Linked DNA regions of Mus musculus: region 2 is linked to region 1. A link is a contact called in public HiChIP or PLAC-seq data. All regions are on one chromosome and are shown on one strand. Each heading gives the region's core, a stretch centred on a gene start, on an enhancer-like site or on the middle of the called end of the contact. The rest is flanking DNA. Distances are from core to core; before and after follow the strand shown. Region 1 overlaps Zbed4 (zinc finger, BED type containing 4). Region 2 holds the start of Ttll8 (tubulin tyrosine ligase-like family, member 8).

Region 1 (4,274 bases), core at 1,186-3,685:
TGTGTAAGTGTGAGTGTAAGTGTGAGTGTGTGTGTAAGTGTGAGTGTGTGTGCGTGCGTGTGTGTGTGTGTGTAAGTGTGAGAGTGTGTGTGTGAGTGTGTGTGTGTAAGTGAGAGTGTGTGTGCGTGTGTGAGTGCGTGCGTGCGTGTGTGTGTGAGTGTGTGTGTGAGTGTGTGAGTGTGAGTGTGTGTAAGTGTGAGCGTGCGTGCGTGCGTGCGTGCGTGTGTGTGTGTGTGTGTGTGTAAGTGTGAGTGTGTGTGTAAGTGTGAGTGTGTGTGTGTAAGTGTGAGTGTGTGTGCGTGAGTGAGTGCGTGCGTGCGTGTGTGTGCGTGCGTGTGTGTGAGATCTGTCTGTGGGGTTAGGAGAACTGCAGACTTGGGATGCCTCTGTGGGTTTGGAGCAGCACAGTGTCAAAGCTGGCAGTAAGATAGCTCAGCTACTCTCTGCCCTCAGCCTTGAAGGAACATGAAATGGATTAGCCACCATCAGCTTGTAGACAGACTCCTAGAGGACTGGATATGTCTACACTCAGGATTAAACAGGTGAGGGACTCAGAACCTTAAGACAACGGAAACATGCAGAAAGAGCCCAGGAATTCCAGGCTTTTGTCTGCTTTTAGTAACTGTGTGGTCTCTGATGAGAAATTGGTGCTTTTTAGCAAAAGTGGTTTTAAAATACCTGTTAATAGCAAGGACTTTTTTTCTAATTATATTTTAAATTTTATTTATTACTGTGTATGCCACACTTCTCCAAAGATAGTTCTCTGCAGAATCAGTTTTCTTCTCCTACTTTTATATTCATTCCAGGGATCAAACTTTGTTGTTAGGTTTCTATGGCAAGTACCTTTACCTGCTAACATTTTAATATTCCATCTTGTTAGTTATTTCTAATATTTTTTCTTTTATTTATATATTTATTATCTTGTAGTGCTGGGACTTGACCTCTGGGTCTTCGAATGCTAAGTAAATGCTCTACCACTAAGCTACACACATAACTCACAGCCTTCTTACTAATTACTTAATATGTGCTTTTTGCACTAGTTCAAATTTTGAAAGATATTGGTTTTTGTTTTTTGAGACAGGGTTTCTCTGTGTAGCTCTGTCTGTCCTGGAACTCACTTTGTAGACCAGGCTGGCCTCGAACTCAGAAATCCGCCTGCCTCTGCCTCTGCCTCCCGAGTGCTGGGATTAAAGGCATGCACCACCACTGCCTGACTGAAAGATGTTGTTAAGAACAGTGAAACCTTTCCTATTTCTAAGGAAGAGGACTCCTGGACTAGCAGAAGAACTCCGCTGCCTGGCGGGCCATCCTTGCCTCTACCCTGCACTTGGCACTGCACTAACTGCTCTCATAGTGGTGTCTTCATAATTTCCTGTCCTCAGAGAATTTTATAATGATGGTAGGGACCTAAATAACTAGAGAAAAGGGCCCTTCCTGTACCTGTGTACATCTTTTGTTCCCATCTATAGACTGAGAAGGCTGAAGCAAGAGGATTATTTGAACGCACAAGTTCAACTTAAAATAAAGAGATCCAATTCACAAGTAGTATTCTGGGGGAAATTATAGACAGCTAAAGGCAGGCTTGTTGCTTTGTGTTCTGTCTCAGTGTGCTCTGAAATGCCTCTGGCACAGTAAAGGGTTTCTCTGAGGGGCTGGTGCTGGTGCCACAGAGTGTGTGGTGCACTCAGGGTCTGGAGCACTCAGGGTCTGGAGCACTCAGGGTCTGCTGCAGCTTCCTGGTCAGCTCTCCAGGGTTGTGTTTTGGGAAGTCACTGGCTACACAGTTTAAATGCCTTGGTGTGAACGAATATGCTGGGACAGTATGTGTCCAACAAGGTGTGAGTTCTGCTTCCAGGCGCCTCCATGTGAGGGCCCAAGTTTTTCTTTCTCTTTTGTACCAAGTTACACTACCAGCATTAGTAAGGCTGTGGTAGGACTATCCTGCTCTACTGCCCTACAAAGGTGCTGTCATGTGATTGATGTAGCCACCTATTCCTTGATCTGGGACCCTTGGCCTGGTGAACCAGCAAACCCAGATTTGCCTTGTTCAACTAATTGCCTTACCTCTGCAGACAGATACTGTGAGCAGCTGAATTTCATCTAAAGCAGTCATCATGGCTGCTTACTGAAGCTCACCTTGTTTTGCTCCACCTGCCAGCTACAGGGATGTAACTCTGTCCACTGTATCATGAAAGCCACGTCTCACATCCTGTGATGGACATTTAAAGACTTCCAGCAACTTTCAGCCGAAACTGTGACTTAGGCCTGTTAGTGTTGACTCCTTATACCACAGAGGGTAGTTGGTGAAGATGCCAGTGTTAAGTTCAGGGGAAACACAGAGCAACCAGAAAAATCCAGGCTTGTGGTATGTGACCCAGAACATTACGGGGACTGAACAGGGACCAAGTGACCTTAGTGTGGGGTGTTTGCTTACTGTGGAATGTGCTTTGTTTCCAAGGTAGCCTTATCAGGGTTTCTGACCATGGTGGAAATAACTCTGGTTCCAGATTTCTGAGGTTTAACTCTTTGCACTTTAATCTTTTTTTTCCCCCTCCCGCCCCTGCACTTTAATCTTAAGTGTTCAGTTTTGGACTTTCCATTTTGGGACAGGCAGCCTTAGTGGTTAGCTGTCATCTCTATCGGCTCAGTGACTCTGTGGCATTTATAGCATTAAGGCTCTTGATGGCAATGCTTCCTTTAGAATGTTAGTTATACAGTACACCCAGTAGGTTAAAGTTGCCCTCTGGTGTAGGCCAGGTCTTAATTAAGGTCTTTGGAACAAAGACACCCCCCCCCCAACCCCCAAACAGGTGTCCCTGATAGCTCTGTGAGGGCTTGTCCCTGTTGAAGACAGAGGTTGGGTCTTTTTTTGTTTTTTTCCATGCTGTGAAGTTACTGAACTACAGAGTTGATGTTCCTAGATGGAACCGTCAGGGTTAACTGTCTCCTGATGGACTTACAAACGTTGGAGGAAACTGTGGGTGTTAGAACTATTCACCTCAAAGACTACTTTTCTTTCCACTCCATTACCAGCACTGATAGTCTAAGAAATGAAATAAAAATCCCTGTAGTCACCCAGCGGATAGTGTGTACATTTCTCATTTGTCTCAAGTAGCTATTTCTTCCAAACCAGAATCTCGTGTCATGGTTAGTATTGTGTCCTGCTTTCTGCCTCTGTGTAGACCTTGTGACCTAGCATTTGGAGACTTGAGTCACTGTAGGTAGCACGTATAGGACACAGTTGCATGGGTGATGGGATATACTTTGGTAGCCAGCCCACAGGAGAGATCACAGCCTGCCCCTCACAACTCCTAGTCAGTGCAGCATATAGTCAGTGTGTAGTTATCAACTCATCCTTGAGGGTAGCAGGCCTGCCTTCCTTGTGGGGAAGGTCATGTGCCTGAAGATTTTCTATGTGCTCTTTATTTGAGGAACATAGTCTTCTAGGTCTAATCAATCCTAGTATGGGGTGGCTAAATAGAAAGGTAAGTGTCATTCTGTAAACCTAACCTCCCCTCCCCTCACCTCCCCTCCCCTCCCCTCCCCTTCTCTCCCCTCCCCTCCCACCTGTGTTAACCATAAAGGGCACTCTGGTGGCTACCGTTGAGAAGTGGCATTTTTAAATGGACTTCATTTAATGTGTTACAGTTTGAATGCGAAGAAGGAAAAGCTAATGCTCCCAGTTCCCCATGTTGGATGTAGTCAGGGAGTCAAAGCATTTGAGTTGACAGTGGGTGGCTGGGGTGGAAGTCTCTGAGTGGCCCCACTGTGCAGAGAGTATCATCCTCACTGGCTGCTTGTGAACAGCAAAGCTTTACATGGAAAGGGACGTTTTTCTCCCAAATCAGAACGTAGGTCTTAAATTTAGACAGTTCCATACCATGCTGTCTAAATTATGGAAAAGATAACCTCTTTAAATTTTGGTGTTGGTGGTGTTTCTTGGGGCAGGAGGGTGAGATAGGGTTTTTCTGTGTAGCCTTGACTATCCTGGAACTTTGTTTGTCTTGAACTCACAAGAGATCTGCCTACCTCTGCCTCCCAAGCACTGGCATTAAAGCTGTGAGCCACTGCCACCCAGCTTCAGAGATTTTGTTTTTGTTTTTCTTAATTGTAATGTGGCCAGTTTTATCCATCTCCTTACAATAGGTATTTTCTGTTTTGCTCTAACTTAAGCACATAAGGACATTTCCTATACTACATCCTTTACTGTTTTGTCTTTGCCTCTGCTGTTGACGTGGACTTCAGTTCTAGAGTGGTACGAGCCATAGGGTAAA
Region 2 (4,274 bases), core at 1,331-3,830, 200 kb after region 1:
TGCTGGCGAGTCAGGCGTCCACAAATCCCAGCACTGGAGAGGCAGACACACACACACACACACACACACACACACACACAGGAAAACAAAATAAAAAAGCCATCTATAGCAGCAGTTAAAAACATCAAGAGTATAGGAGTAAATCTAGCAAAAGACTACTGTACACTTGCACAACGAAAACTATGAACCACTGCAGAGAAGCACTGGATAGCTAAATGTTCCTTTCGTCCAAAGATTTAATATTAAGATGTTAACTGACCCATAAATTCAACACAAATAACGACAACCTTGGTAGAATATATGTGTGTATGTATATGTGTTTGTGTGAATGAAAATGTATGAATGTGTTAATCAGGTCCTAAATCTTAACACAGAAGTGCAAAAGTCCAAGAAAATCTAGGCAACCTTGAAGGACAACTTCAGAGTTTTTAATTTCATAATTAAAATATAGATAGCCTCTGTAATGAAAACTGGCATGGTAGAAGAATGAGCAGAAAGAGCAGGATAAATAGGCCACGCCCCCCCCCCCCCCCAGATCTACACCTCTTTGACTCCAAAGAAACACCGCCAGGCAGCAGATGAGTCACTGAATACTCAAACTTAGGATAAGGATAGCAAGTCTTGTCTTCCTCGATCCCATTAGGTGGCAGACCTGAACTGTAAGAAGTGAAATGACCAAACTTCTCAAAGCAAAGCAAAGGGTGTCACCTTCTGCAAGGAAGTGGGTAGAATCTTTAAGATAGAAGGGGGCTCATTATATATGAAAAGATCAGTAAGTGGGCCTCCTTAACACCAGAAATTCACATGCTGTGCATTGTGATGTATTTCTTAATGTCAGCACTTGAGAGGCAGAGGCTGGTGGATCTATATGAGTTCAAAACTATCTGGTCTACAGAGTGAGTTTTGGGCCAGTCAGAATATATAGTGCACACTCCTTAATCCCAGCACTGGAGAGGCATAGGTAGGTGGATATTTGTGAGTTCCAGGCCAGTCTGGTCTATAGAGAGAGTTCCAGGATAGTCAGAGTTACATGGTGACATCTTGTCTCAAAGGGGATGGTGGAGGTGATGCACATCTTTAATCCCAGTACTAGAGAGTCAGAGGGAGGTAGATCTCTGAGTTTGGGGCCAGCCTGGTCTACATAGCGAGTTCCAAGACAGCCAGGACTACACAGAGAAACCCTGTCTTGAAAACCCAACCAACTAACCAAACAAATAAACAGGAAAAGGAAGAAAAACAAAATCAACCAGCCAACTAAACCCCTAGAAATCAATCAACCAACCAACCCCCAGCCACAGATCCTCGTGAGTAAGTCTGACGCAACGATCTGACACAGAGCTGGTATCCAGAATGAACAAGAAACACCTGAAACCAGTAAGACTCATTATTAATAATGGTCAAGATGTGGAATAATATTTCCCCATCGTGAATGTAAGAGAACGGCCAATAAAAGCCCTAGAGAGTCTGGTAGCACCCACCAAACTGATCTTAAAGGCCAAGGCAATGCCAGTTGTGTGGCCAGTGGGGAGTGCCCCGGCTGGTAAGCCTGGATTATATCTTCTCTCTCTTTTTTTTTTCCAGACAGGGTTTCTCTGTGTAACAACAGAGCCCTGGCTGCCCGGACTGGCTTTGTAGACCAGGCTTGCCTCGTATTCACAGAGGATCATCTTGCCTCTCCCTCCCGAGTGCTGGGATTAAAGGTGTGTTCCACCATCCCAGGCCCTGAACTATATCTTCTAAAACTAAATGTGTACCCATCCATGACCATGATTTTACTTATAGATATTTAGGTATTTGTCAGTGGATATGACCCATGTCTGAAGGGCAAGTTCAGTACCCGGCTAGGATAAAAAGCTTTACCTTGTACTACCAGAACAGTCTCACAGAACCAACACGGGAGTCCAGAGGGCAACTGAACTGGGCCTCCTCCGCTATTCCCAACCCCCGCCCCCGCCCCCCCCCCACGCCTGCTCCTTTGAGTAAGGCTGCCGAAAATGCGGAACAAGAAAGGTACAGACTATTTTCTTCTTTGTGATCTCCATCTGACAAAGTGGAAGACAGCTTCTTCCTCTCGCCGTTCTCCATGCTCGCCTCTCGTAGCTGGTTCTTTTGGCCCCCAACCCCTGTTGACAAAGATTTAGAGTTCAGACATACCCAGGGAGGCAAGGGTGGGGTTCGGAGGACCCGGGTGTGGGAGGGAGGCCTGAAAGGAGGGTTTGGGGTCGGGGGACACGACATGACTGGGAAACTTGAGGTGTGAGAAGTCAGATGAGAAGAAAGGTCAGTGGGAGACAGATGAGATGAAGAAGTTAGGGTAGAGGGACAACTCGGGGGTAAGGAAGTAAGTATGGGGTTGAAGAGATAGACTTGGGCCAGAGTTAGGGAAGTCCAAGAGGGACATCCAGTCTGGAGAGAAATACAGGTCTGGAGCTAAGAAGGAGAGGTCGAGGTAGGGAGACAGGACACAAATTGGGGCGCAGGCTTAGGGTCAGAAAGGGGAGGCCGTTACGAAGTTTGGAGGAAAGTGGGGAGGTGAGGGAAAGAAGGTTGAACAGGCGTGGTGGGGTGAAAGTGGAGGGATAAGGTGGGAAAGTTCTGTGATTCTAAGGATCGACGTCTGGGATTCCAATCGGAGGGGGCGGGGCGGGGTTCCGAGTACTGCGTAGGAGGGGGACCTGGGCACTAGCGAGGGCAGGCGTGGCGCGTCTGAGGGCAGGCAGTGCTCACCTGGGACCCGCCCTAAAGCGCGTGCTGCTGTGGCCGAGCGGCGGGCAGAGCGGCCAGGCGTCTTGCGGTTGCTCAGGGCAACCGCCCTCGCCTGCACCATGCATTGTGCAGACTCCTGGCGCTGGTAGCGGGGCTTTCGGCGTGCTAAGCGGCGCCCCACTCGGGGTGTGGGGCTTCGTGGACGCACAGGCGGCAGAGGCTGCGGAGGGCTGCGTGAAAGAGGAATCCGCTGGCAGCAGCGGAGCACAGGGGACACCCGAGACGCAGTCCGAACGCAGTTGCTGGCACTCACACTGAGCTTTGGTTCTAGATCCAGTCCCATGTTACGGTCCAAGGAGCGGCTTGGACGGGGGTGGAGTCGGGGGCGAGAGCGGGGACTAGGTCCCCCGACGGAGCAGGCCATGCGTCAGGATTAGTCCTTAAGTGCCTGCGACCCTCGCCTGGGTCATGTGCTCCTGCTCCACATCTCCCACGCACCTGTCAGGGTCACACAGACAACCCAAGCCCTCAGACTACACCAAGTCACAAAGACTATGGGTCACACCCTGCCCCACCCTCCGCTTCCTCCCTCCTGGCTCCCTTGTTGACCACGAGAAGCCTCCACTTAGGCCTGAGGTGGGGATGGATGGAGTCCGAGGGTCCTTCGGGGCAGGTGTTCTCCCCTTGCCAGCCGAGCGTCTACTGAGATCAGGGTAGGCAGAGTAAGCCTTCTGTGCGCAGAGGAACATAGAGTGGCCCTGGTACCTAGACTTATTAGTGGGATACTTGTGCTGTGCCCTTCCAGGCTGTCCCTTCCCGACAGTCAGCACTACTTGCCATCTAGGCCTTTCCAGGTTAGTTCCTGTGATCGTCCTGTGTTTGTGCCTATGTGGGTGGTGCCTTGGGTTGTCTTGAGGAAGGCCCCTCACCCTGTCAGAGTTGTCCGCTGTTTTAAAGCGCAAACTTCAGCATATTTTCAATGGGTTTAAAGCAGTTCTCAACCTATGGGTCGCGACCCCACACACAGTGGGTCACATATCTAACTAGCAAAATTAGTAATGAAATAGCACTGGAATAATTTTATGGTTGGTGTCACCACAACATGTGGTGTTGTATTAAAGGGTCACAGCTTTAGGAAGGTTTAAAGGCATTTTTTTTTTAAAAAAACAGGTTTTGCTCTTCAGGTGTTGTAGGAGTCTTCTCCCTGACTGGTGATCTAGTCTTTACTCACAGGGGTTATACAAATCAAGGAATAAATAAAAAATGGCTTTCCACTCTAAGGTCCTGTTTCTCATCCCCTTCCAACCCTTTTTCCCCAGAAGCATTTAACAGGCTATGACCACATTTGCGAGTTAGCATTTATTGCTCAAGCATATTAATCTATAACAGACAAAAGTATACAAGAGACGATTTTCAGACCCCACTTATATGAGTCAGTTAAAAACAAAACATCCCTCTAAAATTAGAAGTGCAAGCTGGCAGCAATCCTCTTGCCGCCTCATTCTGGTCCTGAAAGCCCAGGTCCTGAAAGCGGATGGCTTGTCAGCCCAGTGGGACCACCACTCCCT

Evidence for each region. HiChIP or PLAC-seq counts read pairs in DNA pulled down with a chosen protein or histone mark.
Region 2: a FOXA1 HiChIP or PLAC-seq map of pancreatic cancer cells shows a contact between it and region 1. The contact joins the promoter of Ttll8 here to the enhancer-like site in region 1. A contact is called at or near these places in 4 of 39 promoter capture datasets (cranial neural crest, embryonic stem cells and liver), 1 of 115 datasets of contacts at active chromatin or transcription factors (pancreatic cancer cells) and 1 of 9 other capture datasets (pancreatic islet).

What each region holds. Positions count from the first base shown.
Region 1 is chr15:88,755,831-88,760,104 of GRCm38.p6, forward strand. The region is part of intron 2 of Zbed4 (zinc finger, BED type containing 4); the gene reads left to right. Among named protein-coding and RNA genes, the nearest start is that of Zbed4, 6.3 kb to the left of the region's middle. Within about 2 kb of position 2,436, at least 34 of the 459 cell types and tissues checked have an H3K27ac peak or open chromatin away from gene starts, as enhancers often do. A contact at or near this core is called in pancreatic cancer cells, where this site is marked.
Region 2 is chr15:88,951,838-88,956,111 of GRCm38.p6, forward strand. Ttll8 (tubulin tyrosine ligase-like family, member 8) reads right to left here and starts at 2,581. Exons shown (of 12, transcript NM_172818.3): 1 at 2,019-2,581. The coding sequence starts at 2,238. Mlc1 (megalencephalic leukoencephalopathy with subcortical cysts 1 homolog (human)) reads right to left here. Exons shown (of 12, transcript NM_133241.2): 12 at 4,047-4,274.